Linked DNA regions of Anser cygnoides: region 2 is linked to region 1. The links are chromatin contacts, called in public Hi-C maps. All regions are on one chromosome and are shown on one strand. Each heading gives the region's core, a stretch centred on a gene start, on an enhancer-like site or on the middle of the called end of the contact. The rest is flanking DNA. Distances are from core to core; before and after follow the strand shown. Region 1 has its middle 33 kb from the start of ATP1A1. Region 2 overlaps CD58 (CD58 molecule).

Region 1 (6,307 bases), core at 1,513-4,012:
GGTTCTTGCCTACGTACCCTGGACAACAGCTCAATCTAAAAATCACTCTGTAAGAGGCCACGAATCAGATGTAGCTTTTATTGATTTCTTTCCGTGGACTGCTCTTACAAGCTGGAAAACCCCCATAACAAAATCCTGGTCAGATAAAACGTAGGTGCCAGAGTCATATTTGAAATGTTTATGATGCAAGGTACACAGTGCTCTTTTGAGAGAAGATGACCATTAAAATCACTGTGATCTCTGCTTTTCTCCTTCCATTTCCCTTCAATTTGTTGACAGAACATCCCCAAAGCATCCTCAGACCCCTTAGTGCCCCAGCTAGACCTCATCGGGTAAGGTACAAACACGCTGCAAGCACCAGCCCACCTCTGAGAGCCTGCAAAGACTGGCTAGGACACGAGGCGGGTTTGCTAAACATTTGCTAGGACATTTAAGCTGTAGTTTGTCCTGCTGAGCATGGCCATTTGGCACAGGCAGTGCTGTGCATCGTTGGCTGGGGGAAAGGGAGGTGTGACTGTGGTTGTCAGCATTGCTTGTGTCTCTGCATGGTGCAGAAAGGCAGCAAGTGGCTCATCCAAGGTGACATGCAGAGGGTGGGAGAGGCAGACCCGGGCCCAGCTCTCCCAGCCCTCTGTCCCGCTGGCCTTGCTGCTTGCTTAGCCTGTGCTGAGCTGAGAAGCCATCTCTCCGCCCGTGGCTGCTCCTCAGAAAAGCTGCCACTGTTGTTTGTGACGCTGCTCTGCTCTTCTCCCTGCTGTTATTTGATATTCTTAATGGATATGGGTTTCTTTCTTGCTTGCTTTGTTTGTTTAAATCCTGCTTGGTGTTTACAAATCCGTCTCTTATCCAGTTGCAGGGCTCTGTCTGCACAACCTCTAGCGTTTCTTGTGCCTTGGATGTAAATATTTTTTGCTGGTTTCTGGCTCTACATGCAAGTTGGTCATGAGGGGAGCATCATCTCTGCTGCTGCCAGGCCCCCACTGTCCTGTAGCAGGGCAGTGACTGCAAGCATGGTATTTCTCAGATGGACCAGAACGAGCCGTATTAGCAGGAATTTTGTTTCTCCAACCTGTGCAGACAGCTATACAAGTCTCTGGACTGCCATCTATCTGCCCAGAAACACGGTGACAGTGCCCTCATGTTTAGTGCAAACCAGTGTTTACCTCCTGAAAAGTTCCTCATGCATTATAATGTCATGCAAAGCTGTGTGGTTCGGGTTTTTTTTTTTTTTTGGTTGGTTGATTGTTTTTTTTCTTTCCTCACCTGCTCTGGTCCAAGCCTGCATTTTCCTCTCTGTGAGCTCTGCCAGCATGAGCAAGCAGGCTCTCCCTCTGTGGCACACATACCTGGTGTCCCCTGCCCCCCGTGCTGCCTGTGCACCTCCTCGGCCAGGAACAAGATGTACCTGCTGGGTGGTGTGCCCCAGCACCTGCCCTGCGCTGTTCTCTTCCTCAAGCCCTGAAACCACCTCAAGCCAGCACCAAAATTGTCTTCCTGTGTGTTTTTTTTTCCTTTAAATGAGTGTGTTAGATTTATTGGGCAATGGAAACTTTCCGTTCCAAATGACTCAAGTTATGCTGGAAACTGAAATATTTCTCAGCAGCCTTTTACCCAGCTCCCCCCTGTTCCTTCTCTCCAGAAGAGCTTTCAAAACTGCAGATGAGCGGGGGGAGGCACTTTCTGCTCCCCCCTCCCCAGAGCACGCTGCAGGCTCCAGCTTGCAGCCCCCCAGCCAGCACGGGGTCTGGACGCAGCCAGGCACTTCAGCCTCCGTCGGTCATCCAAACGCCAGACTTTTCAGCTGGCCGATGAGGCTTGCTGGCACTGACTTGTCTGCTTTGTGCCTCCTTAATGCCGTGTGCTCGTAACCAGATCCACGGGGTCCAAATTCCTCCCCGCGCCCAGCCAGCAGCACAGGGGGAAGCGATGATGCCCCAGCCCAGACGAATCTCGGTTGTGAGGGTGGCTGGGGGGGGACCCTGCACGTCTTGGCAGGGTGATCCTGCCCCCCAAGCACCCCCAGGCTCAGCTGGCCCCACACAGCACTCAGACCAATTTGGGGCGATGCTGTGTGAAGCCTCATCTGCCTCAGAGAGCGTGCCTATAAATGGAGTTATTCCAGAGTAGGGGAAAAGCGCTCGCTCTTCTTCTTCCACACATGGTGTTACTTAGGCAGAACAATTAACATTCAAACGCCACTTGCATCCAAATTAATTGCTGAGCCAGGGCAGGCCCTGTGTCAGCAGCTCAGCCCAGCCCTGGCTAAGTGACTTTTGGAGCCCACGTGCCCGGCAGTGCTCCCCAGGGCACAAAGAGCACGGAGGGCTGTCCGTGCGAATCCTCAGGCACAGCACCGGGGCTGCAGCGACCCCCGGGGCTTGGATGGCAGCCAGAAAGGGGGGAACACCTCTTGTGCCCCGTGGCACAGCTCCATGGCCTGGCCAGGTGCTTCCAGGTGCAGGTATAGGGGTTGCAGGGGATGCTCACGGTGAGGATGGTCGGTGCGGCACCGGCAGCTGAGCCAGCCAAAGCGCTTGGCCTTGCACCGATGTGACAAAATGAGTCACGTCACCCCGCGTTTCCTGAGAACAACAGGCGTCGCCGAGGCAGAGGGAGGCTGACTCACTGCGGCCCCGGCAGGCGTATGCAAAGTGCAAGGAGCCATCTCGGCTCCGTCGCCGGTGGGAGCGTGGCTGCAGCCAAATCCACCCGGGTGGGACCAGGGTCAGGGGCTGGAGCTGTGCTGCAGCAGCCACGCGGCATCAAACCAGCGTGCCTCCCGAGCTGCAGCACGGCTGGAGGCTTGCCACTGGCAGCCAGGCGAAAATAATCCCTCCCTGTCCTTCGGGGGGTTGGGTTTCCACTACGGGAAATGTGGAACGGGAGACTCCTGGCTGAATTGCTGCTTCGCTGCAGCTCTGCAAGGTGATAGAGCAAGCCGCACCTTTTAATTGCCTCCGTCCCATCTCCAGCAGCATGTGTACCGTTTGCTGTGTTCCCCTCGGTTTGCACCTCCTTCTGCTCCCCGCTGGGGTTTTGTTTGTGTTACCTACAGGGAAAATTGTAAATCTGGGCTATTGCCCTCCGTTCCCTCTCGATAACGATCATTTCTCCAAACAAACTATGTGATTTATACTCTTTTGTACATCAAACCTCTATCAGCAGTCATAAATACATGTAAATTGCTTCCATGTTTTTCATATTAAATATCACTTCTCCAAGCCCTAAGCAGAGAGGGACAGACCTTGCTGCTCACCTTCGATATGACCGAAACCTGATGGTCCCTGCGCAGGTGCCTGTTGCTGTTGCTCCAGCCAAGCCCCAGATCTCCCAGCCATATAATTACCAAAACCACCACATTTTCATTTAAAATACATTTGGGGGAGTAAGAAGGGGGGGGGGGGGGGGGTTGAAAAAATGAGCCTAGAAGCCTCACATTTCTGAAACTAAGCAGCAAAAAAAAACCTAAAAAAAAAAAACTTTTTAAAAGTCGTGATTTTTTTAGCCATTTTCCTGACACTTTGGTGCCTCACATATGATTTTTTTTTTTTATTTTTTTCTACAAAAGCTGAAGAGCTGGCAATAAAAAGGAAGCTGTTAATGCATCCATCAAGCAGTTCTGAAAATACAACCTGTGGCAAGGCAGCCGACACGGCTGGTGGTGCCAGGATGGCTGCGTACACGGCACGGGGGGGGGGCTTCTGTATTTAACAGGCTAATAGGGTGGTTTGGGCAGAAAATGAGACAAGCGAGTCTGTTAATTAGGAATAGAGAGCCTCAGTCCCTGCAGCTCTGGTACACATCACACTTTCCTCCAGCCCTTGGCTTCCTCTCCACCCTGATGATTTCATCTTTCTTGTTCCCCTTATATTGGATTACAAGGTCTTTGAACAAAGGCTTCATTGACCCAACGCAGCAGCGTGGTCAGCTGTAATGCACTTTCCTGCTCTCCAGGTCCCAAAAAGGGTTTCTCAGCGATCCCCACCAGAGGGGACAACAGCTCTCATGCCTGCTCGACATTAATCTGCCTGCCTTTGACCTCAGGGAGCTGTTTAATAGCACAGGATCACCTGGCGCTGGTGTCAGCGACCAGAAGCTGACATTTCTTTGAGGCATCCACTGCCCAAATTTTTCCCTGTACCCAGTGACATTGCAATGCTCAGCCGGAGCAGCCTGTAGGAAGCCAAGACATCTGACGTTAAAGATTTCAAAATCAATGAGTTTTGTAACTTGTGGCTCCGTGCGGGACTAAAAGAGCCATACCAAAACTTGGAAGAGCAAGCACTGCTGTGTTGTTTTAGGCTTGGTGTTTGAAGCAGGAAGTGCCCGAGGTCTCATCGGGAAGCCAGTTTCCACAAATCCAGACCAATTTTGGCAAATTCAGGAGGCTTGGAAACTGCAGATGGCTTTTATACTGATCCCAGTCACGTGGAAGCAGGAGGGTGGGAAGAAGTCTGGTTCCAAGGCATCTGAGGGTTTGCTCATTGCTTACACAGAGACCAGGTTTCACAGACAAAACGTTGCACTCTCCGCTGCGTGTGAGTCCCTCAAGTGCAGTGCCCGGCCATGGCGTGTCCCCATGGCTCGGTGTCACACGCTGGGCTTACTTAGGGTTCCCAAGGGACACACAGGGTGCTGGGCACCCCGTTTCACAGGGAAAACATCCTCTTTTTTCTTATTCTGGCATGGCTCCTGGCAACATTGGATCTCCTGCCTATAGTTTGGTGAGAGCCTGACAAGGAGCATGTGGCATGGGGTGATGGGCATCAAAAGCTATAGAGGGCTGTAGAGGTGGGATCAGGGACATGACCTGTCCCATTGGTCTCATTCTGGCAGCAAAGTGGGTCCGGCTGATGCTGGGGACCACGGTCACCTTCCCAGTGGGAGCACTATGCCCACCTTCTGGCTGCAAAGCTCGGTGTGATGGACTTTGGCAGCTAACATCAGATGGGTGACTGGGGTGTCAGGAACCCAGTGCCCACATTTCCAGTGCAATCCCAGCAGAGTCTGAGTGTGTGGCCCAACATGGGGTGACCATGGGTTCCTGCTCCACAGCCTGTCTGCAAGGGAAAAGGATGATGGGCATAGCGAGGGAAGAAGGAAAAAATCCACCTCCCTGCTCTGATGAGGCAGGGAAAGGCTGTGTGGGGCTCACCCAGCAAGGGCAAAGGCTGGACTGTGGATATTCTTGGAGAACAGGGTGGCTGGGGGTTATCTGCTCATCACAGGTTCACTGTAGTGCTCCCAAAGGCTGCAGCAGACTACCAAGAATAGTAATTCCTCGGGGTGCAAGCATTCACCGCAGCTGCTTGTGCTCCTCCACAGCTGAATAACTGTGCTGCAGCAAACAGGGGTGATTCTCCGTCAGAGGCTCGGGATGCCAGCCACCTGTAAACCTCTCCGCCCCACCTACAGCCTCAAGATCCCTGCTCTCAGTAATTCATCATGGCCAGATGCGTTCAGGAAAGGCTTGGCTCCTGTCCCTGGGGACTTTGCCTCCCAGGCAGCAGGTAGAGCTGATGCTGCCCTTTTTCCCCAGGGATGGGCTCACCCCAGCAGCCACCGGAGGAGAAGCACCGCTGTCCCCACCCGAATCCTGCTTTGCCTTCAGCAAAGCCCAAGGGGCAGCCGTACCCCTCCATCCTCCTGCAGCTGGAGGCCCTGAGCTGATTAAACTGCCTTTTTCCCCTCCATCCTACGGCTGCTGCGACCGTGCCAGCACGTGGAGTGAAAGGCTCTGTTGTTCCCGGGGATGGGCATTGCCGTGCCAGGTGTACGATGCCCTCATTAAGGGAGGAATGCTTATCTCCTGACCCGTGATGAAGACCGTGGTGTGCCCTTGGTTGCGTCTCGGTCCACGCGCCAGGCTTTTGGCCTGAACACGGTCATCTGAGGATACGTGATTAGATATCAAGAAACAAGGAGCGGGTACAGGTAATCATAGGTGAAGAAAGATCAAAAGTAGGCTGAAAATCCCAGCTGCCTACCGGCTGATGTGTCCAGGCTGCAACATGCATGATGCTTCCCTGCTGTCACTAAACCCCACGAACACCAGGAGTGCTGTGGGATGGGGAGGGGGAAGCAGCCAACCGCCCTTAAATTAGCCCCCCAGCAAAGGGAAAGGACCAAGCCCTGCTGCCTTCAGTGCAGGTGGGCTCTGTGGGCTGGTCTGCAGCCATGCACTGCCTTGGCAGAGGAGGATAAAGCAGTGGAGGAGGCGGTGGGCATCTAGGGGTACCCCAGGGGAGGCGCAGGGCACAGGGGATGCTTGGGAAAGGTGCAGGAGATGGGGTGCCCTCCTGCAGGG
Region 2 (5,709 bases), core at 2,489-4,988, 100 kb after region 1:
AGTACAAGTGCTGATCTGGCAAATACTGTAGTAACTTAAAGCTTTCCCAGTCCAATAGCTAGGGGTACTAAGGCTAATAATTTACTTCTCTAGCATACTTCCCTCTCCTGTACGAGTAGTGCACAATAAAAGGATGCTCACACATTCATGTGCACCTATACAGAACATAAAGATTTGCACACACATGGAGCACAAGGTTTCCAGACACCACTGGTGTCTACTTAACAAGTGAAAGCACCAGCTTGTACAGCTCATTTTAAACACAACTGTTCTCCTGAACTCATGGTTACACTTTCAAGCAGAAGGGGACAAAAAGAGCACAAGGAAACCCATCTTCTCTGCTGCCTAAACACACAGAGTACCACTCAAGAAGAATTCAGACTTGAATCACCATCCTGAAGCTACTTTTGCATTTCCTGTTTCCCCTTTTGTGAAATAAAAGATCTATTAACTTGTAGCTTCAACTAACAGTGAAAAGAGTTCTACTTTAAGCATATGATGACTCAAGACCACTTTAGTACATAGGAAAGCCAAGGCTTAGTCATATATGCTCCTTAATCAGTGAATACATCTGGAAGTCTTGGTCATAATTCTGTTGTGTGTCAATTTTCCCATTAGTAAAGTGAGTACCATACCACCACCTGTCTTAGAGGGCAGCGGTAAGACCCAGAGTGTTTATGAAATGGTCAGATGTTGTGGAGGGAACATTAAAACTCAAAAACATTTGAGAGAATTACTTTAGAGTACAGCCTGGATTATACCTAAAAGAGAAAGCCAGGGGGCTATGCAAAGTAAATGCAGAGTGTTTTTTTTTTTATTTTTTTTCAGAATGCAGTAAGTATAGGAGGAAAAATTGAAGATAAAGCAGAAAATCTTGAATTCAGCATTCTCTAATCTTTCAGTGTTTGATTTTGCTATTATAGTGAACTTCTGCCTACATTTATTTGTCTCTAGAAATAGAGAACTGGAAAACAAACAGATAATAATGAATTATTAATACGGAGTTATGATTATTTCAATTCACCATACACTTGTTACCACTATCATACCTCAATGACTACAAAAAGCATATTAAATCAGTTCTGGCTGATACACTCACTGCAGAGGTGAACCACAGCAGCTTCATATTTAATTGGCACTGCTGAGCAAAACTCGTGATTCAGAGCTGTGATGGAGTCAGAGAACAGTAAATATTCTGTCTGCATTCCATACACTGGCATATTCAGGGATCGTTTGACAGCGGTCCCAAATTAGGCATTATTTCCTGTGACCTTTTTCCCTGCTAGGTTGGCCACAGGCACCACCAGTCAGCTCCACGCTGACTGGAAGCCAACAAGAGTCTTTCCTGGGGATGCTGGCAAGCTTTGGAGCAGATGTAACTCAGTGGCTGTGCGAGGACATTGAGCAACAAAACTCCGCTGATCCGCTCCTGCTGTAGGAGGGTGAAGGAAAAAGTGGTGGAGATGGGAAGTGGAAGGGTTCCCAGAGCCTGACACACAAGCACGTGCCCCATAGCAGTCTATGTGTAATGAGAAACGCAATCCACAGCATTCCTGGGTCATGTTTTTTGACAAGGAAAGGTCCCCCACCCCGTAAGCTGGCCTTTATCCATAAAGGCCTTCAGCCGCAAAGTCCCACAGCCAATTCTTTACAGCTTTCTTCTCCTCAGGACCAGGCTTTGGCTCATCCTGCCTCCTGGTCCTTGCATTACCCTGAATCACGATTACACTGTTGAGATCACTTTCTCCAAGGGTCCAGGCCCCTCCTGCTGATCTAAAGACAAAAAAAAATGTCGTGTATAAGCCAATTTCTAATTTCTCTAGGAAAACAAAGCCAACAACAGAAAGAAAGAAAAAAGAAAAAAAAACAAAAAAAAACCTATCAGGCCTTGAATACATGAACAATAAAATATCCCACAGGGTAAGCCACCCCCACACTCCCCAAATGCCCCTTATCTGAGTAAGTAAGTGGGTGGGAACCTTCTTCCTACAGCTCATGAATGAGAATAGAATAGAATAGAATAGAATAGAACAGAACAGAACCGAACCTTTATGCTCTCTCTCTGGCCTGATTGACAGCTGCCATCACCACCAATGACTTTCCTCGATCAGTTTAGTAATATTAGCTATTTAGCTTAATATTCACTTAAAACTGAGAACTCCAACTGAAGTGAAATGTCAAAATATGTAATTCTCAGCCAGCACTAGCAGGGAAATGTCAGTATCAGTGGAAGGCATGGCTCCTATTGCCAGGAGTGCAGGGCACGGCCTATTGCAGCACAAGGTAAGAATTTCAAGAGATGATTTGGAGATTAATTTATCTTTGGAGCCCTGAAAAATACTCTGTTTTGCAGAGCTTTTTGAACTTTATTTATTCTTACCCCCACTTACCATTTACCACTCAGTTCCTCTCTTTTCCATCTTCCTGGTCCAACTCTCCACTCTTCTCTCCCATGCCACCAAGAACCAAACAAGGACAAAAGGAGGCTCAAAAACGCATACTTGAGGAACGCTGAATCCCTCAGTGGAGGGGAATGGCAAATAAGCACTACCAGATATTAAAGAAGACTGGAGAAAAGACTAAATGGGAAAGAACTTTGAGATTTATAAGGATAGGTATGAATTTTCTAAGCAGAGAGAGACGGTTTGCATCTCTAGCTGCTAGAAAAAATATGTTTTGGGACTCACAGGTCCTTCCTCAGACTTCCAACAGAGATGAAGCAGCAGTTTCATTATTTGGGTCATATAATAACTTTACTAAGCAGAAACTCAGTTACATCCTTGGGCATCAGATCCACTGATTTCTCCCACGTCTGCACTGCTTGAGTCACAGTAGTGCACATGGTCAGTTCTACTCCTTTCAAGGAGGAAAGACCCCTTGAGTTGCTCCCTAGAATTTTGTTCACGTGCCCATCAGGACCCATAGAAATATTTCATGCACTTGTACCCATGCAGCAGTTCAAAATGCATCCAGAGACAGCAGGAGCACACAAACTCACCTCCCCCTTGCTGCTTTGGATGTTAGTAAATTAACCTGCTGCTGCTTGAAGAGTGTTGCAAACGTATGTCCCAGTAGCAGTGTGACACAGACGGTGCTCATCACATCCTCACAGCCTGGCAGGTGTTACCAGCCCCTGGTTCCTGCTATCTCTAGCTTTTGCTGCAGTCCTGCTCCTGGAAGCCACAGTCCTCAGCTCTGCCTGCAGAGTTCGATGCAAAGCTGGCTGCCAGGCACTGATGAAGCCTGTTAACTCACATGGCTGCTTTCATGCTGTAATCAGTCCAAGAGTGCTTCTATAGCAGTTGTACAGGCAATGATGAATCAAGGATGGTGTAATTTTTCGACCAGCAGAGGGGTTGCTGGTTGAACAGGATGTTTGCAAACAACTGCAAGCTAGTTTGTGCACACCAGCGCACCACAAAGTTGCCTCGACAACTGCTGTTTCGATACCCCAAATTCACAATATCAGTTCTACACCAGCACACAAGCTCTGATGTCATTTATTCTGGGATAAATGAGGAGCAACGTCTCCTGCAGGCACTGTTTCCACAGGTTGAAGCTAGGATAAAGAAAAGGAGAGTCGGGACCAAGGCATCAGTTGTAATGCTTCTTGTGAGCACAAGCATTCGTCAGCAGCTTCTACTATCAGTTTCTATTGGCAGCAGTCATATCTCAGCACCAGCATGGGGTGGGGACACAATGAGGTGAGAGGTCAGGCTTGCTTCCTGGCATGCTGTCAGCACTTCCTGGACTTGAGTCATACCCCAGCAACTGTTTGCAGCTTGAGTGAGTTTCTAGTCTTTGCTATTGCAAGCTGCCCATTTTTGTATTAATTGCAAGATAAGTTTAGGCGTAACTTTTTCACTGGAAAAAAAAAAGTTTCTTCTTCATTCATTTTTGCAGAGACATTCAAAGAGAGGCACTGTGCAAAGTGAGTGGGAGAAAGCTGGCAGAGGCTGGAGCTCTTGGTCTTAAATCTGCCTGTGAGAGCAGCTGTTTTCTGTGCTTCTGATAAAGCTCCGAAGTTCCCAGAATTACGCTGAACTCTTCTCTGGCAACTGTGGTTAATTAGCTAAAACTGTTCACTAGGCTGTCACTCCTTGCTTTGGAAACAAAGTGGATGATACGAGGTACCAAGGAATTTTCAAAACCACACCCTTTAAGACTTTCGTGTGCTGCTTGGTATTAAAATGCACAGGCTAAACGGAGTGTATTACACGAACTGGTTTATTTTCTGGGAGGAATTTCTACCAGTCCCTTCAAACTTTTTTGGAGCATTATTTCTCATATTAATAACAACAGAAAGAAAGCCAAGCAGGAAACAAGCTGTATGCCTGCCCTTGACACCACATACATGACAGAGGACATCTTCGCCTGAAAACTTGTTAAAAAGCATCTAAGCAGACAGCATCATCCTGTAAACCTGTTGAAGGTGCAGTGGAGAAGAATGTTTGGCTCAGGAGCTGTGACTTAAATAAATAAATAAAGTGCTTTGGATTAAAGAACTTTTGGGAATCACTTACTGACTTTTAAGATTAAATAAAACGTGTACGTATACATCACAAAAGACACTGGAATATTTTACATCGTTATACATTTTTTTTAATAAATTATAAAAACATATTTACAGTCAGCAGTAAAAGATGGCCCAGATCTAACCTTTAATCTAAATCTCCCCTCTTGTAGTTTAAAACCATTCCCCCTTGTCCTGTCATTATCTGCCTGAGTAAGATGTCGCTCTCCATCTGTTTTTATAAGCCCTCATTAAGTACTGAAAGGTTTCAAGGAGGTCTCCTCAGAGCCTTCCAGGTTGAACATCCCCAGCTCTCTCAGCCTTTCTCCATAGGAGAGGTGCTCCAGCCCTCTGACCATCTTTGTGAAGCTTTTCATCCACCAGCACTCTCCAGTCCTCTGCAGGGCTGCTCTCAATGAGTTCTTCTCCCAGTCTGTCCTCATGTCTGGGATTGCCACGACCCAGTTACAGCACCTTGCATTTGGGCTTGTTGAACCATATTAGGTTCTCAAGCTTGTTGAGGTCCCTTTGGATAGCATCCCTTCCTTCTGTTGTATCAACTGCACCATTCAGCTTGGTGATCATAGATCCTCCTCATACTGTTAGTAACTATTAATTAGGTTTCAGTACCAGCAAAAGCACACAGGAGGAGCTTAGAAGTCCTGCAGAGCTTGTCAACAAACAAACATTTTTGTCAACAGGCTGGCCAACTTCATGAGGAAAGCTCTGAAATATGAATGATGGCAAGGGAGCCCACAACCCACAGTTAGGTAGTACTAGACAAGGGTCCAAAGTAAAAGATACAGGGTGACTGGAACCTTAGAAGAAAAAAAATGAAAAGAAGGGGCAAAAGGAGGCCCATCTCAAAGGCACATCACAAATGTATGCAGCATGGAAAGCAAGTAGGAAGAACTAGTCTTCTGTGCAAGTTTACAGACTATGACATTACAGCAAATTTCAGGCAGCTGGTAGGCAGGATCTCAGAGACAGCACTGAAGACTGAAAGAACTCAAGAAAGCCTGAAGGTCTTTAACAAAGACTTTCTCCAAGCATGAGCACAGCCTGTCCAGAGGGTCAGGAAAATAGGCAGGCAAATTGAAAGATCAGCTTTGCTAAGCAGGCAACTCCTGACACAGATTTGGCACCAAAAATTATATATATATATATATACACACACACACACATATGTGTATATA

What was found. A called contact is a pair of places that touch in the nucleus more often than the background predicts.
Region 2: a Hi-C map of liver shows a contact between it and region 1, with 2.1 times the contacts expected there. The contact joins two enhancer-like sites. A contact is called at or near these places in 4 of 7 Hi-C or Micro-C datasets (fetal liver, granulosa cells and liver).

The regions. Positions count from the first base shown.
Region 1 is chr1:99,489,894-99,496,200 of Taihu_goose_T2T_genome, forward strand. No RefSeq gene overlaps it. Among named protein-coding and RNA genes, the nearest start is that of ATP1A1, 33 kb to the right of the region's middle. Within about 2 kb of position 2,763, at least 1 of the 3 cell types and tissues checked has open chromatin away from gene starts, as enhancers often do. A contact at or near this core is called in liver, where this site is marked.
Region 2 is chr1:99,588,968-99,594,676 of Taihu_goose_T2T_genome, forward strand. CD58 (CD58 molecule) reads right to left here. Exons shown (of 11, transcript XM_048047674.2): 11 at 4,578-5,709. Among named protein-coding and RNA genes, the nearest start is that of CD58, 26 kb to the right of the region's middle. Within about 2 kb of position 3,739, at least 3 of the 3 cell types and tissues checked have open chromatin away from gene starts, as enhancers often do. A contact at or near this core is called in liver, where this site is marked.